Linked DNA regions of Mus musculus: region 2 is linked to region 1. A link is a contact called in public promoter capture Hi-C data. All regions are on one chromosome and are shown on one strand. The core of a region is the stretch at or near the end of the contact, and the rest is flanking DNA. Distances in the headings are between cores, read along the strand shown. Region 1 holds the start of Cyp2j5 (cytochrome P450, family 2, subfamily j, polypeptide 5). Region 2 holds the start of Angptl3 (angiopoietin-like 3).

Region 1 (7,501 bases), core at 1,395-3,894:
GCAGAGAGAGATATCTTTAGAGCCCTCAATGCCAGTCCCCAGTGATCACCACTCCTCCAACAAGGCAATATCTCTTAATCCTTCCCAAACTTTTCAACCAACTGAAGTCCAAGAATTCAAATATATGAGCCTAGGCAATCTATTCTCATTCAAACCACCATACCTACCTACCATAGATATATATTAATTTCCATGTTTATTGTTATTGTACTTGTGATAGCAAAGCAGCCCAGAGGAGTGTCAACAGATTAATGGAGATGAGAAGGCAATAAATATACAAACTAGAATATTCTTTAGTTGCAAAGTAAAATGAGATTGTCAGGAAAATTGATGCTTTTGGAAAATGTAATTAAAGATGATGACCAAACTCAGAATGAAAAATACATGCACATGTTCTCTCACATGCCTTACTTTGCATGCATGTAATTATCTATATAAGTATAAGTATATATACAACTTAGAAAAGACGTCAAGAAATGGAAATACTAGCTTATGAGGAGACATCTATTGCAGGCAAAAGTATACAATAGTCTTGAAAGAGGTTATATAAACTTGCTAGTTTACTTTCTTTTTTTCTTAATCATTTTGTTTACATTTCAAATGTTATACCCTTTCCCTGTCTCTCCTCCATGAACCCCCTACCCAATTCCCCTCCCCTTTGCCTCTAAGAAGGTGTTCCCTCACCCACTCCTTACCATATCTTGAAATACTGGAAATCTTGAACATGAGGTTGAAAACCTCTTCTTTCATCTACCTTAATTTTTGAGCATTGTAAACCCTTACAACATTGTAAACCCTTACAACAAAACTGTTGATACTGACTCTCTAGCTCTACTTTAAACTAAAACACCTTAAACACAACTATTTTACTTTACAAATTTAAGGCATTTCAGACAGCACTCTGTGGTCCTGTTTATTACCTTTCTAGTTACAATTCCTCATAGAAGCCAACAACACATGGCTCTCCATCGGGAAATGCAGGCAGCTTCCTTTAAAATGATAACGTTTCACAATGGAATTTCTTACCAATTCTTATACAGTTGTGGATGACAAGGTAAGTGTAATACACCATAAAAAATATAAAGTGAACATTACTGTGGTCAAGAAACTTGTTGCAGTAAATCTCTCCAACCTAATTATGCCAGGGCAATGAAAACACAATACAATTAATATAAATCCATGCTGTGTGCCTAGATTGGACAGATCTATGGCTACACTACCATCTTCTCCTTCTATGAGATCCCTTAGAACTTGCAGTTTCTCCAGGCCATGTGCTTCTGCTCTGCCTTTCTTCTTCTTCTTCTTCTTCTTCTTCTTCTTCTTCTTCTTCTTCTTCTTCTTCTTCTTCTTCTTCTTCTTCTTCTTCTTCTTCTTCTTCCTCTTCCTCTTCCTCTTCCTCTTCCTCTGTATCCTCTCCCTCTTCCATTTTCTCCTTCTTCTCTCCCCCACCTTCTGCTCCACTTTCCCTTTTATCTGCCCAATCATCAGCTCCCCTTTATTTTACAAATTAAGGTGGGAAGCAGGTTTACAGGAAATCACCTGAGTGCTGACTCATTCTTTGTTCGAAACCACTCACAGGAGAATAGAATTACCATCAAATATAATTAGCCCCAAGGCTATCCACGACAGAAACTTACCATTTTTACCTGTGATTCGTTCTCTAACCGGTGTCATAAAGCGATTCACAAAATTTTGGTCCAGGTGGGTAAACATTTCTTTGATTAAAGGCAGTCCTGATACAACCACCACTGGTGATTGGCCCAACTCCAGACTAAATACATTCCCATATTTCTTCACAAACTGTAAAATATTTCAATAGTCAGAGTTAAGTGTGTGAATGTCTGAGGATCTAATATAATAATGTCAGGCATGTGTGTTAGTGGACTTATAGTGAAGTTCTATATGTTTTTGTGAGAACATGAAAATTATTCTGTGGAGAGCTCACATCCCCCATTCAAGTAAGTAAATAAACATAGAAAAAGATGTAAACTTAAAGTGAGTCCTTTTGACCTAAGTTCTTTAAGAAACAATAGACCAAATAAAATATACAAGATTAGATAAACAAACAAAAACTCTACTACTCCAGAGCAGTGGAACAGGTTTACAAAACAGGTACTACTTTCATGGTGCCAACATTTTAAAAGGAAAAATAATGGAGTCTATTGACTGGAGGAGACAGAAGTTGTAGTGAGTTTAGCAGATGCACAGAACAAGCTTTAGAGTCCTGTAGCCCTGTCCTCCTGTCTGGGCTGTTGGGAATATTACCAACCCTGCAATTTTGGATTAGTGTCATGATACAGACAAGACACTCTCAGCCCCATCTTACCTGCTGAAGCACCAAGTGGGTTTGCTTAGTGTCTATTTGAAAGAAGTTGCCCACAAAGGGCAGACGCCATGGCCCTGGTGGGTAGTTTTTGGGGTGACGGCTTCTGAGGATGTTAATCAGGAACAGGAAAGTGACAACAGCCAGTACCAGAGTCTTGAGATGGAGTGCTTCCCAGAAGGTGGTCACCAGGGAGCTCAAAAACATAATCATATTTGGGATCCTTGCACACTCCTCTGTAGAAAAGAAAATGGGGAACAGTAGGCTCTCTATGACAGGGTTACAGTGGACATTCTCACCCCTTCCTGCCCCTTGATGATCTTCCAAGTACAAGCCCTGCTGTGGCTTGGATTACCCACTGTTGGGTGAAGCAGCCTGGTTATTTATTTCTAGAAATCGTCAATATCGGGTGGGAATAGACCACACTGAGGGAAATTGCTTACTTATAAAGAACTGTTTTGGATGACAGGGAGATTCCTAGGTTTATGATTTTCATACTCAGACCCCAGTCTTTGACCTGCTGTTTTCCAGTCAGCATTTTACCCAGTGACCATAACCTGCCTGGTAAACAGACATTTCTGCTGATTTTTTCAGGGCACTCATCTCTTTACATACGCTCTGTACATTTTAGGATCATGAAGTTGGTATAAGTTATTCAGGGGATGGTCTTTTACTAAGTAAATTATTTCCTTTGGCAGTTCTTCATATATAAATTTTACATTATGACTTACTCTCACTCTGCCACTCTTCTCTTTCTCTCTGACCCCATCAACATTCTCTTTTCTTTTTATGTTTTGGGGGTTTTTCATTTTGTTTTGTTTTTCTTTTCTTTTTCTATGTTCATGGCGTACCATTTTGTTTGTTACCCACTGAGTTTAATCAGAGTTTCCTGTGGGAACAGAAGTATGTAAATATTCAACAGAACATAGTGGGACCACCAATGAGCTCACATCTGAAGGTAATGATGTTCTCATTTCCCAGCATCCATCAGTAGGCAATATTTAATTAGGGAGAGATAAGGCCCCTTCAGCCCTTCTCCTATCCATGACTGGGCATTGTTAGGTATAGTCCTATGCAGTCCCAGTGCACCAGGCAAACACAGATACTATGAGTTTATAATTACTATGGACAATACATGTTCAGAACATAGCATTTTGAAATTCTCATGCAGTCTTCCAACTCTATTAAGATTTTCTGTCCATTTAATAATAGTCTCTTAGCTTTAGATGGAATAGTATAAAGATCCCATTTAGATTTTAGCACCCAAATGACCTATACTCTCAGGAACTTGAGCAGTTAAAAGTGCCTGTATCCACTGTTACTCATTAACTGAGAGTACCTTTCCTTTGTGGGTATAAATATAGATTTTTACAAGGCAGTTTGGTGCCAAATTAATACAGCTAAAGTACAGCAGTCAATTCATGCCTAGGACCTATGACCTACATGACATTGGGTTTTGTCAGGTTTATAGTACAAAGTAGCATAAGCAGGAGATGAACTTGATAGCATTGGCTCACATTGAGGGAACACCGGTTAAACATTATTATGTGTCACCCAGCACTGACACTGACAAATATGGCTGTTTATGGAAGTATTTTAAAGATAACACAGGATCTTACTAAGCTCCTAGCACTGAATATTTTTAGGTTCTCAGATGTGTTTTAATTGAATGTCTTGTTTCTAATTACTTACTTTTTCTTTCATTCCCTCTCTCCCTTACTATTTTACACCTTTCAAAGCTTGAACCCAGGGCCTTGAGCATGCTAGACAATTACATTGCCATTGAGATGCATTCCCTGCCCTGAGAAATTCCCCGTTGAGATTTAATCTAATTTCAATCAGGTTGGCTAAAAGAAAAAAGAAAAAGAAAGAAAGGAAGGAAGAAAGAAGGAAAGAAAGAAAGAAAGAAAGAAAGAAAGAAAGAAAGAAAGAGAGAAAGAGAGAAAGAAAGAGAAAAAGAAAGAAAGACTAGAGAAGAAGGAAGAAAAGGAGGAGAAGAAGATGAAGAAATAATGTTTGAACAAATATAGGGTGGGAAACACTTATTTGATGTGGGCAAAAATAAAACTGGTGAAGCCATTACATGATTCAGTATGGAGGTTCCACAAAAAGCTAGAAATAGGTCTGCTAGAAATAGTTTCTATTTGGGCACATATTCAAATGACTCTGAATCTTACTACAGAGATACTTACACATTTGTGTTCATTGATGTTCTAGTCATTATAGGCACAGAAAACAGCATATATGCCCACCAACTGATGAATGGATAATGAAAATGAGTATATTTATATGATGACATGTTATTCAGTTGTTCATAAAAACAAACTATTAAATAATCAAGTACGTTGATGGAGCTGAAAAATATTCTGACTGATGTAACACAAGAACAGAAAGACAAATGTAACATTTTCTCATTTGTTGATGCTAGCATTGAATCGTTAGACACAGCCACAGAGGTCACAAAACTATTCAGAGTCCATGGATGCCAGGGACTGGGATAAGGATGGAGATTTAAATGGAGGAGACATAAAGAGAGAATACAAAGACAACAAGAATGCAGAGTCCTTAGTCCCAGGGACCATTGTAGGAAAGTGTAAGAGCCAGATGCAGTGGATGACTACAACAAAGCAATCTTCTCTGTACAGCTGTACTACAAACTTACAGGTATTATGAAGAAATGTGCAAAACCTTCACAAACCCAAGCCAGTCAAATTTCTGCATACAGAAAGAAGGTGGACATCATATCCCACATGTAGCTAAGGAGTTTTTGTCAACTGACAGCTGCTGGTAGAGAGAAAGAGATGGTTTTCTTTAAGAGTATGGCAGGTTTTAGCTTAATGATACTGAAGTGTGTGGCTTCATATCCAGGTTTACATTACTAGTACAAATTGGACTTGATATTTTTTTAAAAAAAATAATAAAATATGAGGACAAAAATGAGTAGGAATGAAAAGGAAATGGGGATCTGAGAGGAGGTTGGAAAGGGATAAATTTGATGAAAACACCTTACATGAGATTCTCAAAGACTTTAAGAAAATATTTTGACCTTAGGCCCGAACTCAGTGGGCAGTCCCACGGTCCCCAGAGGACTCTCCACTTCCCAGGCACCCTAACAAGCCCAGGATCTTAGAATCACTGGTGAGTGGGACACATCTGTTCCAAAACAATAGTGATGGGTCTGTGCCAGCAGAACACAGGAAACTCACCCAACCAACACCTCAAGTTCCTTCTGGTTGATACTGGTATACCTTGGTTTGGAGCACAACAGATAGCCCAACAGTCCCCAGAGGAGATACCACATCCAGGCTCTGTAACATGCCCAGGATCTTAGGATCCCAGGATCTTGGTCACACCAGTATCTCAGGGTCTCAGAGGAAGCTTGACTGCCAAGAACTCTGACACACCCAGAATCTCAGGTTCACAGGGTCCTGGAATCACTGGATCAGAGAGAAAGCTGGACTTGGAGGAGTTCTGAATCAACTGGGACTACAGGAAGGACAGGCTCCAATCAGATATATTGAGGGCAGCAAGCACTTGAGATAATCAGATGGCAGGAGGAAAGCATAAGAACAGAAGCAACAGAAATCAAGGTCACTTGGCATAATCAGAACTGAACTCAACCATCATAGCAAGTCCTGGATACACCATCACACCAGAAAGCAAGATATGGATCTAAAGTCACTTCTTATGATGATTATGGAGAACTATAAGAAGGAAATAATAACTCCCTTAAAGAAATACAGGAGAACACATCCAATCAGGTGAAAGAATTGAATAAAACCATCCAGGATCTAAAAATGGAAGTAGAAATAATAAATAAACCACAAAGGAAAACCACTCTGGAAATAGAAAACCTAGGAAAGAAGTCAGGAACCATAGATGCCAGCATAACCAACAGAATACAAGAGACCGAAAAGAGAATCTCAGATGCAGAAGATACCATAGAAATCATTGACACAACAATCAAACAAAATGCAAAACACAAAAAGATCCTAAATCAAAACATCCAGGAATCCAGGACACAATGAGAAGACCAAACCTAAGGATAATTGGTATAGACAAGAAGGAAGATTTCCAACTTAAAGGGCCAGTAAATATCTTCAACAAAATTATAGAAGAAAACTTTCCCAAATTAAAGGAAGAGATGCCCATGAACATACAAGAAGCCTACAGAACTCCAAATAGACTGGACCAGAAAAGAAATTCCTCCTGACACATAATAATCAAAACACCAAATACACAAAACAAGAAATAATATTAAAAGCAGTAAGAGAAAAAGGTCAAGTAACATATAAATGCAGACCTATCAGAATTACACCAGACTTCTTCCCAGAGACTATGAAAGCTAGAAGATCCTGGGCAGATGTCATACAGACCCTAAGAGAACACAAATGCCAGCCCAGGCTACTATACTCAACAAAACTGTCAATTACCATAGGTGGAGAAAACAAGGTTTTCCATGACAAAACAAAATTTACAAAATATCTTTCCACAAATCCAGCCCATCAAAGGATAATAAAGGGAAAACTCAAATACAAAGAGGGAAACTAAAATCAAGAAAAAGCAAGAAAGTAATCCAACAAACCTAAAGAAGATAGCCACATTAACAGAATTCCAACTCTAACAACAAAAATAAGAGAAAGCAACAATGACTTTTCCTTAATATCTCTTAATATCAATGGACACAATTCCCCCAATAAAAAGACAAAAGACTAACAGACTGGTTATGTAAACAAGACCCAACTTTTTGCTGCACACATGAAACCCACCTCAGTGACAAAAACAGACACTACCTTAGAGTAAATGCTGGAAAACAATTTTCCAATCAAATGGTCCCAAGAAACAAGCTAGAGTAGCTATCCTAATATCGAATAAAATCGACTTTCAACCTAAAGTTCTCAAAAAAGATAAGGAGGGACACTTCTTATCATCAAAGGTAAAATTTACCTAGATGAACTCTCAATTCTGAACATCTATGCTCTAAATGCAAGGGCATCCACATTCATTAAGGAGACTTTGCTAAAACGCAAAAAACACATGGCACCTCACACAATAATAGTGGGAGACTTCAACACCCCACTCTCATCAATGGACAGATCCTGGAAACAAAAACTAAACAGAGACATAGTGAAACTAACAGAAGTTATGAAACAAATAGATTTAACAAATATCTATAGA
Region 2 (6,921 bases), core at 3,053-5,552, 2.4 Mb after region 1:
GGGTCAGGGCGGGCAGTGACAAGGAAGGGAGAAGCAAAAGAGAGAAGGTAGGCAAAACTGTATTTCTAAAATACTAACACACGTGGATTTAGGGATTTTTAAAAATATCTTTCTACTTTAAATATTTTTAATAGTGAAAAACCATACAATTTTCAATGGCAAGAGATAAGATTGTCTTTTAAAAAGAAGCATTCATCCATCAATTCTAATGAAATGGAGAGCAGTACTCAAAACACAAGGCTTCAAGGCAATTTAAAGAGGGTTAACTACTTAACTAGTTAATCTAGCTAGCATGGCCCATATAGCATATTTTTATTAATCTGCTCATTAATAAAAAAGAAGAAATCAAAGATAATTACAACTGGTCAACTGAAATATTTATTGATCACCCCATAAATATTATACAGAATGTTAAACAATGGGGAATCAAAGAAAGACCTGGACCACTAAGCCTGGCAACTGCACGTAGAAGGAGTGTAGACTGCTACTGTTGGTTGTCCTCTAACCTGCAACATGCTGTGAGTGTGCACACCACACACACACACACACACACACACACACACACACACACACACACACACACCACACTGCACATACCCTCCTCCCCCACGACCAGTGAAATGTCTCAATGGATAAGGAGCGAGTTCTGCAAGCCTAGGAGCCTGAATTCAATCCTGGAATGCAGAGAAGCATACGATGAGAAATGACTCTACAAAACTATCCTGTAACCTCCACGGGTGTACTCCCTATACTCGCTAATAATGATAACAAGATCAAAACATAGGTAATATTTACTGATCATGGGGAACATGTGCTTAAAGGGACAGAAATACCTGTAAAGACTAAAATAATGCAGTGCTCGGAATGGAAGCAGAGCATCGCACATGCTAGGCAAGCACTGTGCTGCATGACCTCTGAGCCCAGCTGATGCTGTTCTGGTCAGAGAAAGGGTGGCACTAATGTAGTATTCTAGTGCTTTTCTTTTCCTCAATTCACAACATTTCTATTTACATACATTTTCTCAGATATTTCCAAGCATTCCTAACAAACATATTACATTAGTCTTCCACTTATCTACAAGGTAACCAGGGTCCATGGAATCCAATACCTTGTTCTGGCCACTGCAGACATGTGGGGCACACACAAGGAAGCAAAACACTCATAGACATAAAATAAAAAAGCATTCTTTAAAGAGTCAAAATACCTCATTTTTAATTTGGAAGTCATGCTACCATAATATTACACACTCTTGGGAAAGCAGGCAGCATCCGTGGCTCGCTGGAACCGAAGCACGTGAGAGCTGCTGAGTGTCCTCGAGTCCTGTAGAGCTAGGAAACTTTGTATGGCAACTCTTAGAAACAGGAATTCTTAAGTTAAGTATTGAATTTGGTTAACAATGCTTGATTTTCTTTGGGATTCTTTCTATATTTGATCAGGGTTTTATTTAAAGGGCCTCTTTTGGGGGACTGGAAAGATGGCTCAGCAGTTAAGAGCACTGGCTATTCTTCCCGAGAACCTGGGTTTGATTCTTAGCACCCACATGGCAGCTCATAACAGTCTCTAACTCAGTCCTATAGGATCTGATGCCCATCTGTACAGACACACATGCAAGTAAAACACTCATGCACATAAAATAAAATTAATTTCTTTTTTTAAAAAGGGTCCCCTCTTCATAGTCCCTTTAAAAAAAAAAGCTGCTATATTAAAGGGATTTGCACCTGCTATGTGTGTCTTACACTTGATATATGAAAAACTCTTACTCAACCCATAAATATTTAATATTTCTATAAGGCACAAGGCAAAGTACAAAGGAGCTAAGATCCAAATTAATAATCATTTACGAAAAAATGCATAGTGTAACAGAGCAGAGAGATTGGCTCATCATGTACCTCAACTAGGTGGATGGAAATCCAAGGTCAATCGTTTTAAACCACAGAAGCTGACAGCTTGGTTAAGAGAAGTTTCGAAACATGCCCTGCATGACCAAGGATCACTAACTCTTCCATGAAAGAAGAAAACGTGACTGTTCACTATAGCCCCAACACACTTTAACATGAAACTGATTTGGTTTTGTGTTTATTGCATGGATATATACGTACATGCTTGTTTATTTTTCCATCCAAAAGTATTTATATAATTATGTAATGCATACTTAAGGAAATGTACACAGAGTGGGCTGCGGAACTGTTCAGTGGAAAAGTGCTTGCCTTATATGCTAAGCTTCCAGATTCAAGCCCCACTACCACCCACATACACATCCCAAAAAGAGAAAGCATGCACACATATATACGCTAACCAAAAGATACAATTCCTTACCAAAATTCAAGAAAACAAACCTCTAAAACCTAAATATCAGAAAATTTCAATGACTAAATAATTTTAGCATTACTCTTCACCAATAAATTCTAAATGTAACCACATTGTTTCTAACTACAAGAGATAGCTGATATATGTAGTGCCTATTAGACAGCAAGAAAGATTCCAGTGATTTAAAAATACTAACTTTAATCTTTTCCCAACCCTAAGTAAAGTATTATTTCCACTGGGCAAAAGAGGAAGCAGAGAAAGTAAATGATGTGACCAAGAGTGGAGGAGCTAAAGAACAGCGGGCTGAGATTCCACATCCAGCGGTCCTGCTCCACAATCATGCTCACAACCAATACTTAACTGGCATCGCTAAAGAAACCATTACAGTCAAACCTGTAATACTTAATCAATCAACAGAGAACCTCCATTTATGATAGGAATGGGAATTTATATGAATTGAATTTTAGAAAAGATGTGGTTTGTAAAAATTTGCCTGACAACTTAATTTAAAACATTTTATATTGATTTTTTTTCTTTGCAAAAAAACCTAGCCATATACATGAGGGCTGGAAAGATGTTCAGCATATATGAGCACAGGCTGCTCTCTAAAGGACCTGGGTTTGACTCCCAGTACCAACATGGTGGCTCACAATCTTCTGTAACTCCAGGGGACCCAACGTCATCATCTTACCTGCCATGGTACATGCACATACATGAGGGCAAAACACCCATACACATAAAAATTTTTTTAGCTATGAACTTGACCCCAATCCATGGTGGTAAATGACCATAATCCCAGCACTAGAGCAGGAGAATCACCACAAATCTGATGTTAGCCTGGGCTACAAAATAGGACTGTCATAAACAAAACAAAACAAAGCTACAAATTATATAGTGCAGCTATCCCAATGAATGAGGAAACTGGTGAAGGGGGAAATTAAATAACTGTTTAAAGCCAAAACACTAGAGCTATCTTTTAGAACCAGACAACAGTGTGGTTCCAGAGTCACACTCTTAGTAATTATGTTAATTTCCCCAAATGTCTTGTATTAATACTAAGGATAACCACCCATAATTTAAGTTCTTATAATTTTTACTTCTAATATCAATTGTAGACAATGGAACATTTACTCTTAAACATACTATTAATCTTTACTTTTGTTAAATCTTTTTAAATTTTGTAGTAAGAAAATTGTTACTAAGCTCACAAACTTCAGGAAATGATGGTTAAACCTCTGCTACTGGGAGAATTGGAATTTAATTCTAGTTTATACTCAAACAATCACATGTCTACTGCTACTTCACATGCATGTGCATCTGTCTACATATATATACACACACACATACATATATGCATGTCTATGACATATATACATGAAAACCATGGAAAGGTGGAAAATAACTATTGATTAACATACAAGAATGGCTAAGACATGTGAAATAAGGACAGTAAGCAGTAGTCTAGTGACAAGTGAATACATAGTTACATGCTAGCTTATCCGACGACAGAAACAGAGGCTATAGCATTGAGAGCCGCAGCACTAACTCAACAACTTGGAAAGACTTGGGGAGTGGTTGCTGTTTCCAGATAAACAAACTACAAACAGGGTTACAGATGCTTAATTTTTCCTCAAGCTAAGGAAACTCACACTTAAGTTTAATGACAAACTTAATCCATCAAAAACTAAGGTTTATTTGTAAATCTCTTATAGTAAGAAAAAATTTAAATGATCTTTTAAAAACAGGTAAATACCTTTATCCTGAAAGAATAATTATCAATACAGCAAATTTAACTATTTTAACAATTTTGAAAATTACCTCCTATTAGTTGCTCATTTCCTTGATTTCAGTTGCCATTGATCTAACTCAACATGGGGGAGGGTTACATTCGTGCAAGTTAGCACAGCTTAATGGTTAACTCCATTCTCCTGCCAACCTTGTGTGTGCATGCAGCAAATAGCCGTGTATATAAAGTCAAGAGGTCCAGGTCTCCTTACAGGAGGGAGAAGTTCCAAATTGCTTAAAATTGAATAATTGAGACAAAAAATGCACACAATTAAATTATTCCTTTTTGTTGTTCCTTTAGTAATTGCATCCAGAGTGGATCCAGACCTTTCATCATTTGATTCTGCACCTTCAGAGCCAAAATCAAGATTTGCTATGTTGGATGATGTCAAAATTTTAGCGAATGGCCTCCTGCAGCTGGGTCATGGACTTAAAGATTTTGTCCATAAGACTAAGGGACAAATTAACGACATATTTCAGAAGCTCAACATATTTGATCAGTCTTTTTATGACCTATCACTTCGAACCAATGAAATCAAAGAAGAGGAAAAGGAGCTAAGAAGAACTACATCTACACTACAAGTTAAAAACGAGGAGGTGAAGAACATGTCAGTAGAACTGAACTCAAAGCTTGAGAGTCTGCTGGAAGAGAAGACAGCCCTTCAACACAAGGTCAGGGCTTTGGAGGAGCAGCTAACCAACTTAATTCTAAGCCCAGCTGGGGCTCAGGAGCACCCAGAAGTAACATCACTCAAAGTAAGTAGAAATCACAGCACTCTGATTGTTTTCAATATGGACTTTTAAAAATACATTTTAAAGACATACTCTTTTAAATACTCTGCTAGATCATTAACATACGTATTTTTTCCAAGAAATAATTTTTTCAAGAAATAAAATTATCCACTGGAACTTCAGTTCAGGGTTTGCTTTGCTAACATTATATTTGAAAAGAGCTAAAATTTATATTTCATTTAATTAAGTACTTTTGTAACATTCAACTATCATGCTACTGATAATTACTAGAGGTGAATTTTTGTAAAAAAAAAATTTAAAACTATTCTTCCACAAACAATAGATTAATATAGTAAATGGCATATTCTAATTCCTTTGAAACATTGTTTATCTTACTTTAAATAAAATTCAGAAAGTTTTAGATATGGCAATTTTAAAATACAGTAGCAAAATGGTATATTATTTGAAAAAAGCATAGGACAATGGCAGCCAATGTTCACTTTTCTAACAACCCACTACTAGCTTAAAAATTAGGTGGCTGTTATATGTAAATAAAAACGTCAACAAAAAAGACAGAGGACATTTTAAACAAACTACAATCTGTGTTCAGAGTTTTGTAGAACAGCAAGACAACAGCATAAGAGAACTCCTCCAGAGTGTGGAAGAACAGTATAAACAATTAAGTCAACAGCACATGCAGATAAAAGAAATAGAAAAGCAGGTAAGTAGCCTACTGCTATGTCAGACTGCTGCACCAGCTGACGGAACTATCTGCTTGCAAGACTTTCTGTACCACTAAGCAACTAACCTATGCCATGCAGCTCCTAATGCGTCCTACAGAAAACAGCAGAGTCTGTCTCACTGAACTGTGAGAAAAGGCAATCCATGTCTGATTCCATTAACATGATCTTATTCAACTTTAAATCAGGTCATGAACGTGCTCTGGTTGAAGTCTCTACACAGCCTCCTCTCTTGCTCACAGTCACTCTTAGAACCTGCAATGACCTGGCCTTTCATTATCTCACTAGCTTCCCCGCTATTCTTCACCTCCACCAAACACGCTGCTCCCAAGGCCTCCGTCTGTGTGGTGTCTGTCTAGATTCCTGGTTTTCCCCCTAGTATCTGCACTTCCTATACACTTTTATGAAATACGAAATGCTTAATGAAGCTGTCCCAGGCCAATAAATAGAAAATAAAAGGCCTCCCCAAAGTTACTACATTGTTTTCCCCTCTGTAATATCTTTATATTTAACATAAATAAAAAGCTATTTCTTGCCTATCCCTCAATTAAACTGGAAGATCTGTGAACCTGTGATTCTTTAAACCCTTTATACAGAATACTGTATAAACACATTGTAGGAACTCAATATTTTGGAACTGACCATTGCAACAGCGTATTCAGCAAACACAAGTTAATAAAGTTAGCTAAGTTTGTAATCCATACTGTTGAAAAGAGAATATATTCAAATATTTAAGCAAAGCACATAGCCTTACTGGCTCTTTTCCTTTTAGTCAATGTCTCTCGTTTCATTTGCTTCATTCTCTTAGTTGTGTTATTCATTAAATAATGCTCTTGAGTAACTGTCTCAAGAACAGAATGTCAGTCTGTGTGGGGAGCACTGTTCCTTCCTCTTTGCTTGCTCGCAGAACGGGGCGAGGGCTCTGCACATGCTCAGCAAGCACTGTGCCCCTGGCTGACTTCTGACACACTTACCCAGCATTCCCTAACTGCATATACAACAGCATTTTTAAAAGTAGATTTGTATTCTTTTATCAGCTCAGAAAGACTGGTATTCAAGAACCCTCAGAAAATTCTCTTTCTTCTAAATCAAGAGCACCAAGAACTACTCCCCCTCTTCAACTGAACGAAACAGAAAATACAGAACAAGATGGTAAGATAATCCGGGCAGTTTTCTCTACAAAATTCCCTATTCTTAAGACCTGATCTGATCTAGATAAGAGTAAAAATTTATATATAGCAAATGCCATCACCAAATGTTAATTTAATTGGACCCTGGCTTGTTGTCTGTCTGTCTGTCTTTCTTTCTTACTTTCTTTTTTACTTTCTTTCTTTCTTCCCATTTTAACACTATAAAT

The links. Promoter capture Hi-C pulls out the DNA fragments that hold promoters and counts their contacts.
Region 2: a contact with region 1 is called in a promoter capture Hi-C map of liver, with 2.9 times the contacts expected there. The contact joins the promoter of Angptl3 here to the promoter of Cyp2j5 in region 1. A contact is called at or near these places in 4 of 39 promoter capture datasets (hippocampal neurons, liver and pre-B cells).

The regions. Positions count from the first base shown.
Region 1 is chr4:96,661,475-96,668,975 of GRCm38.p6, forward strand. Cyp2j5 (cytochrome P450, family 2, subfamily j, polypeptide 5) reads right to left here and starts at 2,645. Exons shown (of 9, transcript NM_010007.4): 1 at 2,327-2,645; 2 at 1,638-1,800. The coding sequence starts at 2,536.
Region 2 is chr4:99,026,652-99,033,572 of GRCm38.p6, forward strand. It overlaps Angptl3 (angiopoietin-like 3), which reads left to right and starts at 4,303. Exons shown (of 7, transcript NM_013913.4): 1 at 4,303-4,848; 2 at 5,435-5,545; 3 at 6,602-6,716. The coding sequence starts at 4,354. The region is part of intron 14 of Dock7 (dedicator of cytokinesis 7); the gene reads right to left.